Linked DNA regions of Columba livia: region 2 is linked to region 1. A link is a contact called in public Hi-C data. All regions are on one chromosome and are shown on one strand. Each heading gives the region's core, a stretch centred on a gene start, on an enhancer-like site or on the middle of the called end of the contact. The rest is flanking DNA. Distances are from core to core; before and after follow the strand shown. Region 1 holds the start of CCDC146 (coiled-coil domain containing 146). Region 2 overlaps PTPN12 (protein tyrosine phosphatase non-receptor type 12).

What was found. A called contact is a pair of places that touch in the nucleus more often than the background predicts.
Region 2: a contact with region 1 is called in a Hi-C map of liver, with 2.4 times the contacts expected there. The contact joins the enhancer-like site here to the promoter of CCDC146 in region 1. A contact is called at or near these places in 2 of 2 Hi-C or Micro-C datasets (crop and liver).

Annotation. Positions count from the first base shown.
Region 1 is chr1:198,487,980-198,493,547 of bColLiv1.pat.W.v2, forward strand. It overlaps CCDC146 (coiled-coil domain containing 146), which reads left to right and starts at 2,483. Exons shown (of 18, transcript XM_065049114.1): 1 at 2,483-2,606. It overlaps FAM185A (family with sequence similarity 185 member A), which reads right to left and starts at 2,338. Exons shown (of 8, transcript XM_065049156.1): 1 at 1,741-2,338. The coding sequence starts at 2,128.
Region 2 is chr1:198,672,909-198,678,476 of bColLiv1.pat.W.v2, forward strand. All of the region lies in intron 1 of PTPN12 (protein tyrosine phosphatase non-receptor type 12), which reads left to right. Among named protein-coding and RNA genes, the nearest start is that of PTPN12, 20 kb to the left of the region's middle. Within about 2 kb of position 3,428, at least 1 of the 3 cell types and tissues checked has an H3K27ac peak away from gene starts, as active enhancers do.

The DNA of each region.
Region 1 (5,568 bases), core at 1,233-3,732:
AAAACTCACTGACAAATTGCAAAAAGATAGCAGGAAATCAAATGGATGGTTTGCCTTGTGGGACTGTTTGCCGAGAGGCATGGAGTTTGCCAGGAAGCACTCACCCTGAAGCTGTTTACATGTGTAAGCAGACACTTGGAAGAGAGACCCACTGAGGGGCTAAGCTGTGTCAGGCTCAGAAAATCCCCCAAGTTGAAAACAGGTGACAGTAAGAGAACACAGAGATAAAATATCATTTATGTTTGTCCTGTTCTTACTTCCCTAAGCATCTGTTCATGACTACTGGTGGAGACAGGAGAGTGGTCTCACTGAACTCATGGTACAAATCAGTACAGCCATGCTAAAATACAAAAAATAAACCATACTGAGGGCAGAGAGGGGTGAGGTAATCCCCTGATATTATTTACAGAATGTTTGTCTCTATACTAGTTGCTAAGAAACAAAAGAAACCATAAGTTTTGAAACACATATCTAAGAAACACCATTTCAGTTATCAACAGTGTTAAAAAAAAATATATGGATGAGTAAGACTAGAAAATGAAAGGAGAATGCTGCCATGATAAATCCATAAAACTTCTCCATTTTGAATGATATACAGTTCAGCTGCTTCTAAATGAAAACAGGAAAAAAGACATAGCAGAATTCAAGATATAGCGGGGGAAAATTAAGAGAAGTTAAAAGGTGCAGAATGTGTTTACTGTAAGGGTTTGGGAAAGTGCTAGCACCATGCTTTACAAAAGTAATAGACAACATGTATGAAGTATAAGTAGAATGAGATCATTCACCATTTCTCACGCCACACCTGCAGCAGTGTTGAATAACCACTTGAGGCAATCCAAAGGACTGTGTTTTTTTGCACACTGAACATTTTTTCTAGCACTGTGAAACTTATTCTGTACTGTACAGAAAAATGCACAATTCTATAGGAAAAAAAAACACATCAATGACTAAGTACAAATCTCTCTGGGCCAAGCACTCTAAACCTCAGCTCATTGAGGGGAATTATCCTATCAAGTTTGCCCTTTTCCTTCCACGAATTTAGAGCCACTGTCAGTATTTCTGTCCAGTGCAGATTTTTTATTGGTTTCAGCCACTACAGCTGCTCTCCCAAGTTGTTTGTAGGTTCTGTACCAGAAACCCAGTGCAGATTTTTGCCTTGTGCTCAAAAAGATAATGCAAGACTTGTACTAGACAAGGGAGCTCTTCTTGGTATTTAATCTATATTGTTACCTTCCAGACCTTTTTGATCTCTGTGGATGGCGACCCAGCACAGCTACCACTAGCGGTCCAACAGCCCTACTGGGAACAATGCTTGAGCTGCAGGTGTGCACAGCACATACTGACGGCTGTTGACTCCCAGCTGAGCTGCCGTTACGTTTTTTCTGGAAGACCAGCTGTCAGTAAAAATACAAGCGTGCAGTGCAACTACCACTTAATAGCACAAGTCTCAGCACTATGTATTGCTGACAAAAACGTCAACAACAAATCACGTATCCAAACACCAAAGAAGTCAGGAAACGGGGTGGGGGGGCGGGGAGGAGGAGAAAGGACGTTTTGAAATTCTTTAACTAGAGGGGGCATTATGCCATTTCCCAATTTCCGCTGCCACCGGCGCTTGTAGCCGAAGCAGCGGCAGCGCCAGCGCCGTTCCCGGTGCGCCCCACCTGAGCGAACGACCCCGCCTCCCCTGGGTGGGGCTGACCGCCGGGCGTGCAGCCGCCCCGCCCCCGCCTCACCCACCGAACTTCACGGGCGTCCTGACGTCCACGACAGCCTTGCTGTCCACGGCGTCCGCGACGATCGCCATCTGCTGCAGCGCCTCGTCGTACTCGACGCGGACGCGGTCCCGCTGCCGGCCGCGGGGCGGGGGGCTGCCGCCGCTCACGGCCACCAGCACACGGTCCGCGTCCGGGTAGCGCTCCGGGTCCAGCGGGCGGACGCTCACCTGGCAGGGCAGCCGCACCCGCAGCCGCCCCCGCGGGCTGACCGCCAGCGCCCACTCCTGGAGCGGCTGACGGCCGCCGGGCTCGGCGGAGCTGCTGCAGCCGCGGCGGGGGGCGGGCGGCCCCCACCATCCGCCCGCCGCCCGCACCGCCAGAGGCGCCCAGCGCGGGGGCAGCGCCCTCATGCCGCCCGGTGGGGCCGCGGCGGAAGCCCCTGAGGCGAGCGGAGGCGGGACAGGAGCCGCTCCCGGCGGCGGACAGCCGTTACAGCCGTTACCGCCGGGTCGCGTGACGCAGCTGCACGCGGGGAGCGGCACCGGGGCGGTTGGTAAACAGGCGGCGGCTGCTGGCGCGCGCACCGGGAGCGACAGGCGCCAGCCCCGCCCACGGGCTTCTGGGAGTCGTAGTTCACCAGCACGCGGAAGGAACTACAGCGCCCGAGAAGGGGCAGACTTTATGTACTCATTGGCCTATCAGCGAAAGGGGAAGGCGGAGTATTTCTGTGGTCTGCTTCTATTGGGCAGCGGGGCGGGATGGTAGAGCCAATCAGAATGGAAGGAGCGGGCCGAGGGCCGTTGAGGTAGGGCAAGGGGCGGTGAGCCGCCGTCGCCATAGCAACGGGGGGACGCGCTCGGCGAGGCGGGTCCGGCCGCGGCCGCACAGGTAAGGCCCAGCGGCGGGGGCTGCGCGGCCTGGAGGGACTTGCAGAGGCCGGGGACGGGGAAGGCAAAACCGTGGCTCCAACGAAGAGGCGGGAAGCTAGTCCAGCGGTGGTCGAGCCTCAGTCCTGTTTGAGGAGTCGCGGCGGGGCTGGGGCACAATTCGCCTTCCGTGTCCCTGGGTGCCGGGACTCTGCCCGCCGCTCCGTGCTGCCATCTCCTGCGAGAGAAACCGAGGTGCCTCCGGGCGTGAGGTTGTGAAGCTAATGGAGAGTGTCCAGAAGAGGGCTACAAAGTTGGTGAAGGGTTTGGAGGGGAAGCTGTATGAGGAGCAGCTAAAGTCACTTGGTTTGTTCAGCGTGGAGGAGGCTGAGGGGAGACCTGATCGCAGTTACAGCTTCCTCACAAGGGGAGGAGGAAGGGCGGGCGCTGATCTCTTCTCTTTAGTGACCAATGGCAGAACCCGAGGGAACAGCAGGAAGATGTGCCAGGGTAGGTTTAAGTTGGACATTAGGAAAAGGTTCTTCCCCCAGAGGGTGCTGGAGCTCTGGAACAGGCTCCCCAGGGAGGTGTCACGGCCCCAGGCCTGACAGTGTTCAAGAAGAGACTGGACAACACCCTCAGACACATGGTGTGAACTGTGGGGTTGTCATACGCAGGGACAGGAGCTGGACTCGATGATCCTTGTGGGTTCCTTCCAGCTCTGGACATTCCATGATTCTGTGAAGGCCTTTTCCATGGTCCACTTGGGCTGACTGTGGTGCACTAACAGGTTTCACCCTGTTCAGCCTCTGCAGCCACAGGATTTCACACCTGCAAGGAGAAGGCAGGATAGAAGAATGGGAAGGGGGCAATGGCAGGGCTTTGGGTGGCAGCCTGGTCTTTGTTACACTTAAGCTTATAGTAAGAATGCATGTGTTGAAATGTCCTCATTAAGAGGATGAAGAAGCAGTTTGGCAGATGTGCTGGAAAAAGTTTTTTCGAAAGCGGTATTGCAGTGCTTCAAAATTTGTCTCTGTCAAGACGGCTTGGTTAACAGTTACTCATTGTGACTGCTTTTTAACAGTTAACATACAGCCTAGCAGTTCTAAAGCCAGCCCAATAAATATTTCTCTGAGTTCTGTACAAAAATGTCATGAGACAATTGTCCTTCTAAGGTTTACAAACAAGTGGGGAACAACTGAATTCAGTTAAAAAGACTTTTTTGGACTTCATAGTCTATATTATCATTGTATGATAATTTAAAAAATGAGGTGGAGGAGTGTGGGCATAGATGATGTAAAGTCAGGGGCTGAATTATTTTCATATTGTAGTTTATTGCCAGTAATGAGCATGAAACATGCATAGAAAGGTGCATTGTCTTAGCTACATTGCAACACAATAAATAATGAAATCTGGGGTTGTCACTTTACTGATTTGTTGCCTTTTGCACTCCATGTGATGTTTTTCTTCTTTTCCGAAAATAACCACGCAAGCCATGCAATATGGTATTTAGTCATCAAGCTCTTTTCATCTTGTTAGCATGGTTTCCAACTTTATCACTGTCTGGCATTGATTATTTATGAATCTGAAATGAGATCTGAGTGTCCAAGAGGAAAAAAGATGGCCCTAGCTTTTTGGTTCATCTGTAATTTTCACTGCAGAAAGTTTAATAAGATTCATATTCATCAATAAAGGATTTTAAGTTAAATTATTTAATTGGTTTACTTTATTCAATCTCAAAAATTAGTAAATTAAACACAAAAAGGGCCAGTCTGCCATATGATAGTTTAGCATAGAAAAACAGAGCTCTATAAAGACAAAAATGTATCAAGAAATATCCGGAGCATGATGGGGGATACAAGTTATTTTTTTTCAGGTCTTCAGAAATAGTTGATTTTTGGAAAAAAATATTACAAAATTCTCACTCTTGAGACCAAATAGCACGTGTAAATGTTAGATAATTTGCTAGGGAAAGAGTTACAGCCCTGTGAGAAGTGTGGTGCAATGTGCTGTAATTCCACTAGATGACAGCCAATTCAACAAATAACTCTATTAGCCCACTGTTCCAAGGGAACCTCTTGGTTCGTGGGTCTCACCGCTGCCCCCCACTTCTCCTGAGGTCCCTCCTGCTCTTCCTGAGCATCCTCTCCTGCCTCCTCCTATAGCCAGCGCTGCTTTCCCACTCCCCCTTTTCCTTGTATCCAGTATCTTGTACCCAGTATCCAGTACCTTGTATCCAGCATCTTGTATCCAGATACTTGTACCCAGTATCTTGGTATTTGATGCTTCTTGTGAAGACAGAGGTTTACCAGGTTGCGCTCCCTCCTGTGCTATGAATCAGCTTTAACCTTGACGAGCTTCGCATAATTGAGAACTTTGTGCAAGAAACCATTCAAAGACACTATAGCCTTAGCTATGTATATATTTCACTGGTCTGTGTTGGCTTTTTTCATAAGATACAGTCTAAGCATACTTATGTGGTTAAAAATACTGAAGAAAACAGTCGTTGCTGGGAAGAAGTTCTTTCTCCATACATATGAAACCTCATGTTTTTAATGTTTTACTTATGTCATCTATATTTTGGCTATAATATTTATTCATTTTCATGCTCTTGACTGAGTTCCAGCTGATCCCACGTCAGCTAGTGTGGCATGTAGCAGAGTCCAACAGTAAAATGAGATTTATTTCCATCTTTAGTTTCCTGACTTGTCACTTGCGGGAAAAGAAAACTATATCAAATTTATAAATGAATATTTGATTAGAGCTCAAATTTCAAGATGCCTGTGTGATTCCTTAATGTATTACAATGCTTATTAGCTATTTTACCAGATATTTACTTACAGTGTTGTTGTAAGCCAAAGAATATTCTGTGTTTCAGGCAAAAGATAATAAAAACTAGACCTTGTAAAGTGTTATAAAATAGATTTTAAAGTAGATATAAAATAGAGTAGTTACAAAATAAATTTTAAAATAGATTTTAAAGC
Region 2 (5,568 bases), core at 2,178-4,677, 190 kb after region 1:
TTTAAGTTCCTATTTCTAAAGGAAAAAGTTGTGGTGTGTGTTTGGTGGTGTTTTTTTTAGCCTTTTCCTGTCTGGCGAGGACACCAGGTATAAGTATGCTGTAACCATAGGTGGTTCTTTGGGAGCTGTGTCTTTAGCCAGGTCCTGTGGTTGCTCACATCTTCAAGGTGCTTTTTTTTCTGGTGGATGGAGTGAGAGAGTTCTCTCGCAAATTGATCTGCTATCTTTAAAAAGAAAGAAATCTGTATTCGTGCACCGTACAAAATTCTTAATTTCTTACCTCACAGCTTTATAACCTTCCCAATCTCCTCCACAAGAACCACCAGGTTTCTTGTGCATGCTACCACTAGGGTGATGGCTTCCTTGATAATGAGTCTTCTAGAATCCTGGGCACATTAAACGATATTATAGAAACTTAGCTTGATTTTTCTCTCCTTCCTCTTGATTGTCTATCTGCTTTTGTAATGTATGATGCTGCTGCCCCTCTGGCATGACCTTGCCTGTCAGTCCCCCATAATTTATAGGGTGACATTAGTTTTCCAGTATGTGGTCCTGCCATCAAGTTTAATATTCCTTTTATATCAGTATTTTCCTTTTAGACTCAAATTTAGACACCCCTGAAGTGGTCAGGCAGTTGGATGTGATGATTGTGTAGGTCCCTTCCAACTGAAATATTCTATTCTAATTTAACCTAATACCTAGATTTTGTACAGGTGAATAGAATCACCTACCCATTCCTTCCTGCCATAAGCACTTAATGTGCCTGAACTTTGACTTCTGCTCTGTCCTTTATTTAGGGTGTGGTGTATTCATGCCTATCACAGAGAATTTCACGCTGTGCTATAGTAATTCACTCTGTTGTTTCTGAGTCTATGCCTCTTTAGGCCTGATTCAATTTTGGTAGTGGTAGAGCCCATTCTTGTCTTGTATTTTTTGTATCTTCCGCCCCCCCTCCCAAAAAAAAAACAACAAAACAAACAAAAAACAGAGTTGTGTTTTGGGGTGTTTTAGCAAATAGGAAGCAGAATTACCTTTATCTTGCAGCTTTTTTATCACCCATTTTCAGCATGCCTTAATATCTAGTGACCAGTGTGCTGTACTTTTAATCAGTGAAGTTGCATGGAACAGCTCTCGGTCTTTAGCCTCTTACCTGACCTGGTAAACTTTGTATATTTATGTATTTATGTTCTGTTTGGTATCCACAAATGTTACCGTTGCTGGCTGCTTCGTTTGTGGCCAAGGTGATACCCAGGGATGCTTTATAAGAGTTTCCTCCTTTCAGTTGTCCTGATCACCAAGGTCTATAAGCTGTCACCTTCTCCTGGGGACCCAAAAAGCTTCATCCCTGCCCAAGAGGACACTGACATCTAGTGGGCGGGTTCCACAGGCACAAGACAAGCAAACTGCTGCTTTATGGCCGTCTTGCTTCTGGACTCTTACTTCAGTTTTGCTTTAATTTGGATCCTCAGCATTGTTTGGAAAAAGGCAGGGAAAAAGAAAAGCATAGCCGTTTTTTTGTAATGTGTTCAGGGGTTTAAGGATTAAAGGCTGTGCAGTCCACCTAGTTGTGTTTTTTTGGTGGCGGGGCTGGATTGTTTTTTCCCAGTCAAGTTCCCTGCATGTGAGCAGCAGATGTTTATAATGAAATTATTTAAGCTATTACATTGCCCAGTTGTCCTCCCAGTGTGTGAAGAAGATAGTTGCCTGTGTAGCTTAGCAAGAAGAGGCAGATATTCCAGCTCCTCAAGTGCTGCCTCTGAGTTGCTTCAGTTCTGCGACTGGCCTCTCAATGAAACGCAAAGCCTGCTAATAACATGTGGTTGTGTTGCTCTGCAGCTTGTCTCAGACATCTGTTAGTTTAACTGGGAACCTAGTAACAGGAAAAGTTTTAACAAAAACACCATTTTTCCGGGAACCGTGCTTAGAAATCAAACTTTCTGAAAATGTTCATCAAAACATTAGTACTGCTTTAAAGACAAAAATTGACATTTCAGTTGAATTAGTAAAATCCAGGTTTATGGAAGAAAACAAACACTGCATAGAACTTGATAATCTAGTAGTTAAGCATGGCATGTTCTGCAGTCAGAGGTAGTTGCTGTGGACTGAGCCTGTCATTGTGCCTGTGAGCAGTTCACACCATCGCTGCAGGTGGGTTGATATCTGAGGGTTTTAGTCATTTGGCACTAGTGCTTGTTAAACAACATTGTACTGGTTTGGATTTATTCATCAACTATTAACTTCCTTAATTAGCTTAAAACAAAATATAATTTCAAGGCATTCAAATTATGTCTTAAAGTCAAAAGAAGCCCTTTGGGCCCTGTTTAATGGTGGAAGAGTCCCAGAAAGTGTAGACTGACTGTGCTTAGAACGAGGGTGTTAGACCTAAATGTTTTGTGGCCTTTAAAAAGGACAATATTGTTTCCTTGTCCAAAGAAAACATTGAATTTTTCACTGGAAGATGTGAAGATTGAGTGTTTGCTGGTATTCTTTGGTTACAGAGGAAGTATCCTTAAGTAAAACCGACTACCACAACCAAAAACATTAACATAAAAAAGAATTCATGTTTTATATGAAATACCAGAAAACAAAATGTGAAGGCTACTAACACTTTTTGTGCTGAAGGGCACTTAAGCAATGCAAGCAATAGATAAAATAGTATATGAATGTTTCTGTCTTCAGTAATTTCAAATTGAATCAGTTTTATTACTATCAGACTATGCAGAAAAATAAGAATGTATAGTCCATGAAAAATCACAGGGTCAACTGACCCCCATATTTTAATTAAGAAGGAAGAAAAATAGCTTTCATCTCCTCTTGGCTGTTGATAATTTGTTGTCTAATCTCTAGAAATATTCCAGCATGTGGGACTTACTACTGAATACAGCCCATTTATCAGTAAATATCCTGTGTCTTTATTTCCTCCTTTTGTGTCAGTTTCTAGAATACAACTTTATTTGGCATTTTTTAAACTTATGTTTTTTTCCTATTACGCTGAGAATCTGCCTGTTTGCTTTATGTAGTGTTCTCATCTTCCCCTCTTACTGATTATTGTCTAGCTTGGTCATCTACTGCTTGTTAACGTGTTCTGCTTTCCATGAGAAGTCACAAAGGAAAATGCCTGATTGGTTTTGAGAAACTCTGCTGGTGAAATCCCTTCAGTCAGATGTTTGGGTTTTTTTCAATATTTTTCCTTGTAAAAACAAACTGAAGTGTCTCTGTCTTGCCTGAATTCTTGTAAAATTTCACATACTCTTCTTTTGAATTGGCACCATACCAAATACTTGTTTGAAGCTCAGATTAGAACAGCTTCCTTTCTCAAGAAAGGAAGTGGAGTCTCATTGCTGTGTCACTTATTCCACATGCATGAGAATTGTAGATAATGATCTTGAGGCTGCATCTGAAGGTATTCCCATGTCTTTCTGAAACATCTGGAAGTATATCTGTCATCCAGAACCTGGGGGTGTTGAATAAAGCTGTTTGTATTTCAGATAGAGAAAAACTTAATGATGGTTTGCTATTGTTTACCAAACAGACTGCCTACTTCTACACTCTGGATTGTAAATATTCAGCTTTTTAAAGTGCTGACAGTTGAGGGCTATTTAAAATGTATCAGCAGCTTGATTGACAAGGCACTTGCCTGAACTGTTTTACCAGTTGACTTTAACTTTTTATTTGTTGAAATTTGGCACTGGAGAAGGACTGTATTTTGCAAAGGAGCTGTGCAACAAACATTGCCTGCAGGGTACGAACATCAATGAGAGGCTCATTTAGAAACCTTTATGTGATTGAGTGTATACTTCACATGACAAACATTTCTCTTCAAAACAGAAGAATTTCAGAAGTAATTACATTATAAATATAATAAAGGCAACCTACAAACTGTTTGGAAATTGAAGTTTGACTTGCAGCTTTGCTGTACAAAAGGCAATAAAATCTATTTAAAGGCTTTTTTTGTTTGAAGTATCAGAGATTGAGGTTCTTAGCGCTGGTTTTAAAAGAGGACAAACAATATGGTTTTTACTTGACCCTTTATTTTGATGCAAGCTTTTATGAGTCTTAAGAATTTAAAATTTCCTGTAAAACCTTCATAATTTAAGAAGGTTAAACTTCAAATGATTTCATTAAAACTATTTCAATTGACTTTTTAGTAACTTCACAGTAGTATTTTTCTCTCTGGGTCTTCTAATGAAATTAATATAGGGCTGCGGAAGAGGCAACTACTTCTTTCTTTTGCTAGTCATTTTTGGGTTTGCATTGCCTGAGAATACCTGTGGTTAAGGTTACCATGGAACTTTGTGTTAATGCTATGTCAGACAATATATTTGAAATTGTTATATTTGAGAAAAATCACAGCCTCTTCCTTTTTTTTGAAGGAACTCACTGAACAAATTGAGGAAACTAAAACATTTTCTATACGAGTGATAGTACTGTGAGGTAGCAGGAACTGCTGTGTGTATGACTATGTTACTGTTGCAGAAGAGAATTCTATCCAATATAGCATGTGTGGAGAAGGCTTAGGGATTTATTGAATGCAGCAGAAACAAATGTAAGTGGTAGAGTTTATACTACTTGGGCATTTAGCAGTGTTACTTCCAACTCTTGAATGTTCAGCTGTTAAAACAAAAAGCTTAATGGAGAAACATGTTTGTTAGGCAAAAATTGACAGATACTACAAAGATAGACAATTATGACATGAAATTCCTTTATCTATCCATAAGTATTGCATGGGTTATTAGCTGGGGTTGTTACAGTTGAAGTCTTAGTACAAGTTTGTATCTTTAATGAGGCTACTTCTTTCTGGCTTTTAAAATGCTATTGAACATAATCATAAATGGCCTCTTTATAACTAGCACATTCCTTGGCTTCCAGACGCAGCCTCAAAGAAGGGGTGAAAATAGTTGTAAGCATGTTTTCTCCAGTTAATAGAAAACTATTTTCTATTTGATAGCTTCTCTTTCCCTTTACATTCCCTTAAATATTCCTTGTGTATGTTATTGCATAGAAGTACTGATTCAGTGCTTGTCAAAACTTTTCTTTCTTGTATTTGTCTGGAAATGTTTTAGATTATGGGTTTTTGGAGGGGCAATAGTCATTAAAACCTTGTGGGTGTTCTGCTTGTCAATTGTGAACTTATGTAGCTATATTAGCAGTATCCTGATCTTGTCTGTTATATGTTACTGAAGGTCTGTACAGATACTGTATTTCTCTACAAGTTTCAAGCCTGGTTTTGAAGGAAGGAAAGAAAAAAAGACTTAAGGTGAAAGATAAAACTGTTGTCTTTTTTTGATGGTTTGCATGTCCAACATCAGCATATTTAACCTTGAACTCATGTTGTCACATAGCAATTCAACTGTATGCTAAAGGATGTCACGTAACTGAAGGGAACAGCACCTTGGAGTTGTAGACATGTTGCAGTAAGGTAATTTGGACCCAAACACAGATCTCGGTTGCCATGTTTCTTGACTGCACAAACAGCTCTGCTTTTTGCCTAGAGCAGTTGTTGGGCTCCAGCTTTTCAGCTTAAAGTTGTTCTCAGTGAAAGTCTTACAGGGCAGGATTTGTTTCAGA